Linked DNA regions of Mus musculus: region 1 is linked to region 2. A link is a contact called in public promoter capture Hi-C data. All regions are on one chromosome and are shown on one strand. The core of a region is the stretch at or near the end of the contact, and the rest is flanking DNA. Distances in the headings are between cores, read along the strand shown. Region 1 holds the start of Coa5 (cytochrome C oxidase assembly factor 5). Region 2 holds the start of Cnnm3 (cyclin M3).

Region 1 (4,706 bases), core at 1,360-3,859, 920 kb before region 2:
AGGCGGGACAGCATAGAAGGAGCCACTTTACCGTACTTACCACATTAACGTTGAGATCAGAAGGCCAACACCCACACAATCTATAAACACAACCCACAGCAGCAGCTTTATTGTCTCAAAAAATCCCATGTCCAGCACAAAGCCGAATCCTATGGTGGACACTGAAATAAAGAGTTACAAGTCACTGCCAGGCTCAGGTACAAAACAGTCCCTGACTCCCATACACCCACAGTGTAGTAGAGGTGGCACACAGATGATGAAGAAAACCCTCATGACAAGGTACATGCAACTGATGTGGAAAGAGATGTCACCTCTGAATGCAGTAAATGACAGGACACAGGGCACTCAGAACACCAGTGTGGACGGGACGGCACTCAACTTACTCTTAAGTCCAGTTAAATGTGAAAAGCACCTACATACTCCAGTACCCTCTAGTTGACGGGGACTGTTGATGTTCTCCAGTTGGGGTACTGGAGAATCTAAAGGTTCTTTTCCAGTTTGATCAGTACTTTCAGAACTCTTACCCTGGAAGGCTGGGGGTGCAGCTCACTTGCCTGGTAGATTTAAGTCACTGGTTTCTATTCCTGGTCCTACCAACCCCTGCCCCTCCGCTTGACAAAAAACAAAAATAAAAAGATAGCAATCTGCCGGCCTTGCAGATTTGCCTAATTAAGAAATGTAATTCCTATCCTAATATTTCTTGGCACACACTTGGGTTTGGTTCTTATTAGTTTTGTTCTGTTTGTTTTAAAGTCAGCCAGTGTGGCAGAACACGACTGTCAAGCCAGCACTAAGAGACTGAGTTAAGAGCTTCCTGAGTGCCAGGCCAGCCTGGCCTACACATCTAGAAGCTGTTTCAAAAGAGAAGGAATAAACCAACTCTGGGACGAACCCCATGCCCTACTTTCATACACTGGGTACAGTAGTTTACTCTGGCGTGTTACAGCCAGCACTAGGAAGAACTCCACTTTCTTTCTTGCCAGTTTTCTCATGTTTTAGAAAAGACAAACAAATCCCACAGCTTCACACACCCCAAGAGTCTGACCCGCCATACATTATCCCAAAAGATAAAGTTTCCTCTGAAAACCCCAATTTGTTTTTCTACTATACTGCTTGTAAACTGAGACACACTTACCACAGAGCCAGATACTTAAGAGGACTAAGAAGGCAGGGTCATCTCTGGCCCACTGGTCCTTTGTTTGCTTCCGGTAGTGAAAGTTTCTATAAACCCTCTGAGGAGAGGTAAACAGGTAGAGCATCTGCCATGCAGCAAACTCAAAGTCCATCTGCCGAAATCGAAAGAGCCTTCTGAGGTACTTGTAGCGTTTTGCTCCAGCCGTGTGCCTTGCTGCATCCCTGGAATTTAATACTCCATTCCCGTGCATCGAAGAACTCAAGGAAGTACTTGGTAGCATCTTCCTAGATGGAATGAGAACATTTCTCTTAGATGTAATCTTAAATGTAATTATTTGGCTACTAGAACTCCTCGTCAGCGCTATGACGTTTTCTCTTGCCACCTTCAGAAAGGATTAGGGGCCAGAAGCTATAGAGTTGGTTCTGGGGCTTGTCTAGGGGCTGGCCAAGGGTAATGCCATCAAGGCAGTACCACAAACTCCTGTATCACCTGAAACAAGCACTTAACTTCAGTCGATGGTTTCCCAACCTTCACCTCAATCAAGCCTTTGACAGCTGCAGTAGCTCACTACTGATAATGGAGGCCAAGGAAAAAGCAGCACAAGGGGGTGTGCAATGACGTCCTCATTAACACGGGACAATGACCGAACACTGGTTCAAAATTCCGTGTTTGTAATGACCAAGATTTAAAACAAACAAAAAGTTTAATCTAAAAGCAAGGTTACTGAAAAAGTAAGACACACAGTTTATTTGTACAAGTCCATCGGCGATGGCCAGCAAGTCCCTGGTTATTCAGAATGTGACAATAAAAATTACACTCCTTGATGGTTTTACTCCTAGGATGGCTGGGTAGGAGGAATAACAGCGCGAAGGGGCCAGTCCAACTAGTCCGAAGCTAAATGACTGCTGGTCACCGCCCAGCCTACCTGCCCTCCGCGGCGCGGCGCGGCGCCCCGCCCCGCCAGCAGGTCTCCATTACCCCAAGCCTCTGTCAACTAAAAATACAAACGGCCCAGTGACATTTGACTTAAGAACAAGCAACGACAAGGTTTCAGGGTGTGTGTCTCCTTGCAAAATTTCAGACCTGCTTAGAATAGAAAAACGGCTCTAATCCTGCGATTCCCACGTAAGCGGCTGTCTTTGGTTTTACCCAGCAGCTCCACGGCGGGCCTAGGACTCGAGCTGCCGGGCGCCGGCCGGTCCCTCGCCCAGCCGCTGAGACGCCAGGTCGCGAGCTAACCGTGGAAACGGCCGACGGCACGAACGCCACCCTGCGCACACAGAGCAGGCCGCACCTGAAGGCCCTCGAGGCCTCGTCCTGGGCCCGGGACTACCGCCACCTTCCCAGGGCAGCCGAGCCCAGCCGCCGCTGGGGCCACTTCCCTTCCCGCTACGTAGCCCGCACTTGCGGCGCTCTGTATTTACGTTACGGACACGCACTTCCGCCACGCGTGCGCATACCCTGAAGAGTCGCACTCCTGGCGGAAGTTGTTGAGACTTTCTCCCACCCTCGCCGGTAGCTTGCCAGTGGGCGTGTCCCACGCCCTTCCGGGCCGTGCGGGGTGACCGAGGGCCGTGATCCAGTGTGGTGAGGGCGGTGGGTCCCCGCCATGCCCCGGTATTATGAGGACAAGCCGGAGGGCGGCGCGTGTGCGGGCGTGAAGGAGGATCTGGGTGCATGTCTGCTGCAGTCTGCCTGTGTGCTCCAGGTAGCGGATCTGGGTGGCAGAGCTCAGTCAAGACTGGCTCCATGATGGCCTGCGAGGGGAGGTCACGTCGAGGGTAGAGGTCGCGCGTCCGCTCCTGACTTTGGACAGGTCTCTTGAGCTCGCATCCCCAGTTCTTACTGGTGTTAAGTGGGAGATAACTTACTACCCACCTAAGGATTTTGTAAACCTTCAGCCAGCTCTGTTCAGGAAGCGATCCCTGAGTGCTGGCACGCGCCACCAGAGACTCCCACTCTAAGGGCAGCTGCCAAGGCCTGTGCCTGCGCCGCATGGCTACTTGATCTGTGGTGGAGAGTTTTGGTTCCTTGGCTTCTAGAATATGGAAGTATCTCATGGTGTGCCATAGTTTCTCTCTGCCGATCTTTAACCTATCTTAAACCTATAGCATTGCATTCTGGGAGGAATTCAACATAAGCCTTTATACTATGTGCTGCCTTGGGAAACAGGCGAGGAATGAGAAGGGCTCAGAGAAACGTAGGGTATGAACTCAGATGATCACAACGTACCTTCCAGTGGGGGATAGTGAGGAGAAAGGGGAGTGGGGAGAAGGTTCAGAACTTTCTCAAAAATAGACTTCTTAAGATTTTATGACTCTTGGAAAACCAGAAAAGTTGAAACTTCCAGAGGGAACTCAGTATGGTTTTCCCATTACTGACCTTGACCTCAGAAGAGCAAGGCCTCTTGCCCGCTGACTCATCTCTCCAGCCCCTCCACCTTATTACTTGAGATAGCATGTCAGTGGACCTAATTGGCTAGCCTAACCAGATCTGCTTGGCTCCACTCCCATTCTGGGATAAACGACTTCTGCCACCATGCCCAGCTCTTTATGTGGGTGCTGAACTGGGAGCTCTCATGCACAGCAAGCATTTTCTTTACTTAGCCACTTTGCCAGCCCCTCCCTATTAACATTTATATACAGAGTTTAGTACTAACACTAAAAGGTCTTTATTTTAACACATCCAATTCATGGTTCTCATCCATAGGAAGGCTTATACAAACATTGACGATATGTCCTAAAAATCTTAGGCTCTGGGGGCTGGAAAATAGATGGCTCAGTGGTTAAGAGCACTTGTTGCTCTTACAGAGGGTCAGGATTTGGTCCTAGCAGCCATAAGGTGGTGCACAATCATCTATCCTCCAGTTCCTCCTGGTAGCCTCTTTGACATCCATAGGCACCAGGTCTGTATGTAGTGCATGTTTGTACATGCAGGCAAACACTCATAAAATTAAATTTCAAAGCAGACTCAAAATACTTACTTATTTGATAATCTTTACATTTGCTTTTCTTTAATCACCAAGGTTAATAAAAAGGAATTAAGAATTTTCTTAAGTCAACTTTAAAAAAAAAAACTACTTTCAGAAGAACAGTTGTCTGTGCTTTGTGGGACAGTCTTTCAGACATTCACATTGGTTTGTATATCACAGGAAGGAAAATCCCCACGGCAGTGTTTGAAGGAAGGCAACTGTAGAGCTTTGCAGTATTCCTTTTTTGAATGTAAAAGATCAATGGTAAGTGATGAACCATTTCAAAAGCTTATGTTACCTATACATAGAATTAAATGTGAATGATTTAATGGTCATACATCAGTTGTAGTGATATGGTTTGGATAATGGTGTGGGGACTCCAGTGATGAACATAGAGCAAGCATACCATGTTATCCTGTAGAGCAGCTGGCCCTCATGGTTTCCTGAAAGCTGGAGGATGAGGTCTCAGCAAGTCCTAAATAGGAAGAGCTGACCTCATGAATTCAGGTCATTGGCAGTTGCACACAAGCCTAGCAGGCTGAGGACAGCGTTGGCACTTCTGTCTTACACGGCCAGGAAGAAGTGTCAGTGCTTGAGTTT
Region 2 (4,392 bases), core at 763-3,262:
GAGGAACAACACAGGCACTCATAAACATAACAATAAAAATCTCAAAAAAAAAAAAAATTAAGAGGGAGAAAAAAGCCAGGAAGGAAAATTAAGTCATTATTCATGAGTTGCTTCCGATGACATTAAAATGGAAGTTCTCTCAGTACCCACAGTAAGTATTATGAGTCCTTTCTAATCCCACAATCTGAAAGGGCCAGGAACCATTACAGGTCCAGCTAATTTAATGCTAAAAAGGCAAAGACAACAGTTTCCAGTTACCTAACCCTCTTGACATCATTTTAGTTACTATCCAAGAATCTGGGGCAACTAGGAAGCCCAAGTGCACAATACAGCCCAGGAGAAGGAAACCTCTGGGATTAGAGCCAAGTAGGCATGCTTGCTGCCTGCCAATGGATCTTTTTATTCATTCATTTACTTTTGAGACAGAATCTTTAGTCCAGGCCGGCTTCCATCCTTCTAAGTAGGTAGGCCACTGCTTGGGTTTATGTGGTACTGGGTAATGGTCAGGGCTTCATGTATGTTAGGCAAGCACTGAGCTACATCCCCAACTTTTTTAAAATTTTCTATTTAACAAACAGGGTAACCACCTTCCGATCCTCCCGCATCAGACTCCCATAGCACTTCCTTCCGCTTCTAAAAGGTGGGTCTTTAAATATTTCCAAAGGTCATTCGCAGGTACAAGGCCATCACTTTCTGGGGCCTTTCTAACAGGGGCGTCCCCTTACCTCGCTTGAACTCCTCCAGGACAGCGTCCAGTTTGGTATCGTTGAAGACAAAGTGGAGTGGATGGTTGTAGAAGCGGGTGATGGTGCTGAGCGGTGTGCAGTCCTCGGGCTCAACGATAGCCAAGTCTTTGAGGTAGAGCATGTCCACGATGTTGGAGCGCTCCTCCTCGTACACTGGGATGCGCGTGTGGCCGCTCTGCATGATGCTGGCGAGGACGCTGAAGTCTAGGACAGTGCCGGAGTCCAGCATAAAGCAGTCTTCGAGCGGCGTGAGCACGTCCTCCACGGTCCGGGAGCGCAGCACTCCCTTGCTGAGGTCGCTGTAGGGGTCGCCGCCGCCGCGCGCCAGCTCCAGCACGCGCTCCCGCAGACGCCCCGGCCGCGCTGCCAGCTCCAGCAGCTGCCCGACCGGCAGCGCCACGGGCAAGGTGAGCAGCACCGCCAGGCGGCTGAGGCCCAACGCGCGCGGCGCCAGCGCCAGCGCCCAGCGTCCGCTCACGGCGGCCGGCAGCACCTCACCCACCAGGAACACCAGCCCCGCGCAACCCAGCACGGCGGGCACGGCGCGCTGGCCCGCCGCCCCGTACAGCAGCACGGCCAGTGCCGCCTGCGCCAGGCTGGCCAGAAGCAGCAGCGCGCCCAGGGCGCAGCCGGCCCAGCGCCGCGCGGGTTCCAGGCGCCGCGCCGCCGCGCGCTCCGCCTCCGAGCCGCTCTCGCGCAGCACCTGCACCTCGGCCGGCGCCAGCGCCAGCGCGCTCAGCTGCAGGCCGCGCGCCACCGCCGCCAGGGCCAGCAGCCCGGCCGCCCCCAGCCCCAGCGCCCAGGGCGGCGCCGCCTCCTCCGCGGCCCCACCACCCGGCTCCACGCGCACCGCCAGCAGCGCGGAGCGCGGGTGGCCGGCCTCGGCGCGCAGGCGCAGCAGCGCGCGCCACTCGCCCGTCGGGGCGGCCGCCTCCTCGGGCTCCGTGGCCCGTCCGCCCTCCGGGCAGCCTGCGCCCTCGGCGGCTACCCAGGTCCAGGAGCTGTTGGCCAAGCCGGAGCAGAAGAGTCGCAAGCACAAAGTGGCCTCTGGCGCTGCCCTTCCGCGCAGGGAGCCCGCGCCCGGTGCGCTGTCCTCTTCCGTGCAGAAGTTCAGCAGTCCCGCGCCCGGCGCCGGCGCCGCCTCCCCTGCGGTGCTGCCCAGACAGAACGCGGCAAGCACCCAGCCCAACCAACCCACCACAGCCGCAGCAGCCGCCGCCATGGCCTGCTACCCCTTCTGGGCCTCGGGCGCAGCCTACCCCACTCACCCGCGCCTCTGTTGTTGCAGCCAATCGGCGCGGGCCTCCGCGTCACTTTGACCAATAAGCGGCTGGCGGGGGCGGGCTCTGGGGAGAACTAGGCTGCGCCGGGGAGTAAACAAGCGGCGCGGGGCGGGGCGAGCCGGAGGGGCGTGGGGCTCCGCAGGCAAGGGAGGACGCGGGGCGGCTGTCTGGGACGGCCTCGGAGTTCCCGGCGCGTGTGGACGAGCAAAGGAAGGTCATTAACCCTCTGGCCAGCAAGGCTAAGGGCTGAATAAGAACCAGGGACTGGGCACAGGGAAACCTGGAGTCGTTTGTTTAAAACATTTTCTTATCATTTGTATTTGTATGTGGGTTTGCGCTTGCGAGGGCAGTGCTTTGGGCAGACGCAAGAGGGCGTCGAATTCCCCCTGGAGCTGGAGTTCCAAGCTAATGGGAAGCTGTGCTGGGAACTGAACTCTGGTCCTCAGCACACATTCTTAACCTCACCCAGCTCTATTGGTTTGTTTTAAAGCTAAAGTCTCTTAGCTTTGCGTTGGGCTCTGTGGATATCAAGACAGACACCTGCTTTTGAGGAAGATGCCTTGATAGGAAGGTCCATAGTAAATACTCAAACCCAGAAAAATCTGTTTCCTTGAATCTTCACACTTGTTTCATGTAATTAAGCTTACAATAAAACGATGTTTAGAGACTGATTCTGTGTGCCTTTGGTTTCTGACATGCACCTGACATTCGGGTCATTCAGCCATGCAGGGAGATAGCAGCTGTCAGGAATTTCCATACATGCTAGCTTCACAACCACAGTTTATTCTGATTCCTCGGGTTGAGAAAGCTGTTTGAGAGGGTTCTTTTTGTCCTTATTTTGGAAGACACCTGCATGATCAGATGGAGCATTCTTCGTTCATTGTATGTGGTCTTTATGGGATTAGCTTCTCTATGGGTATCCCTGTTTTTTGCATTTTTCTCTCTACTTTCTCCCTAAATGTACTAAGACATGTACACATCTTATACATATGTTTTGTTTTGTTTTGTGTCTGTGTGGGCCCAAGTGTATGTATGTGTGTTGTGTATGCAGGTGCCGAAGGAGGCTAGAAGAGGGCACTACATCCCCTGGAACTAGAGTTGACATTTGTGAGCCACCATGTTGGTTCTGGGAACCAGGCCTTCTGCAAGAGTGGTAAGTGCTCTTAACCACTGAGTCCATCTCTCCAGCCTCTTGAATTTTTTTTCTAAAATGGATTCTGTAGACATAACTGAAACAGTCCCACATGGCATATGTGCATACACGCAAACATACACATACAAACATCAATTTTTTTTTTGAGACAGTGTTTCTCTGTGTAGCCCTGGCTGTCCTGGAACTCTGTAGACCAGGCTGGCCTCGAACTCAGAAATCCACCTGCCTCTGCCTCCCAAGTGCTGGGATTAAAGACATGTGCCACTACTGCCTGGCCAAACATCAATTTTAAAATAACAATAAAAAAATGTAACAAAGCAAACACCTCATAAATGGGGGCAAGGTATGATCTCCCTGGCTAGCTTGTGCATCTTAGCTCCATGTGCTCTTCATTTGCTCGTGTGACAAGCATTTCCTACACTGAGTGTGTGCGGGACAGGTAACTTCCCAAAGGCTGGAACTCTGGCAGGGACAACAGCTTCCACCCTCGTGGTGCTCAGAACCAGTGCTGGGATCCCAGGAAACATTTTAAGACCCGGTTGGAAGTGTTATAAGGAGAGGACGAGGAAACATTGGGGAGATGATGCTAACGGAGATGTAGGTAATCAAGGAGGGAACATTTGAACAGAGGTTGATATGAGGGGCAAGCCTTATAAGGTCTGGGAAGAAAGGTCCCAGAGAGAAGTGACAGGAGGGGCGAAGGCCTGGGACAATGATCTCTTCCCCACAAAGCTAGAGCAGCTGGTATGTCGCAGGGGTTCAGCACCAAACACACTTGTGATGGACAACAGACCGCTCCAACTTTATCCCATCTCTGTATACACGGCTCCAACTTCATCCCATCCCTGTATACACATTTCTACGTTAGCCTTTCATTTGGGGTATTCTTTCCATTGCCTACCCAAGTGCAAATCTTTTTCCCCTGATGGCAGGGCCTTCCTTTGTAGCCTAGGCTGGCCTCAAATTCCTGATGCTACTGCCTCAGTCTCTTGTGTGCTGAGATGACACGTGCCAGCACGAACAGCTTACCCAGGGTACTGGAAGAAAGGAAAGCAAATGGAGACCAGCCAGCTCAAAAACAACGTTACCAACCAGGGCTGGGCGTGGTGGCACACATCTCGAATCCCAGCACTTGGGAGATAGAGGCAGGTGAATCTCTGAGTTTGAAGCCAGGCTGGTCTACAGGGCAAGTTCCAGGACAGCTAAAGGT

Evidence for each region. Promoter capture Hi-C pulls out the DNA fragments that hold promoters and counts their contacts.
Region 1: a promoter capture Hi-C map of liver shows a contact between it and region 2, with 6 times the contacts expected there. The contact joins the promoter of Coa5 here to the promoter of Cnnm3 in region 2. A contact is called at or near these places in 9 of 39 promoter capture datasets (3T3-L1-derived adipocytes, the C10 cell line, HPC-7-derived erythroid cells and 5 more), 1 of 484 Hi-C or Micro-C datasets (embryonic stem cells) and 1 of 115 datasets of contacts at active chromatin or transcription factors (bone marrow-derived macrophages).

Annotation. Positions count from the first base shown.
Region 1 is chr1:37,428,006-37,432,711 of GRCm38.p6, reverse strand. Coa5 (cytochrome C oxidase assembly factor 5) reads left to right here and starts at 2,609. Exons shown (of 3, transcript NM_198006.4): 1 at 2,609-2,843; 2 at 4,287-4,370. The coding sequence starts at 2,745. It overlaps Unc50 (unc-50 homolog), which reads right to left and starts at 2,573. Exons shown (of 6, transcript NM_026123.4): 1 at 2,219-2,573; 2 at 1,136-1,419; 3 at 41-161. The coding sequence starts at 1,415.
Region 2 is chr1:36,509,487-36,513,878 of GRCm38.p6, reverse strand. Cnnm3 (cyclin M3) reads right to left here and starts at 2,012. Exons shown (of 8, transcript NM_053186.3): 1 at 726-2,012. The coding sequence starts at 1,968.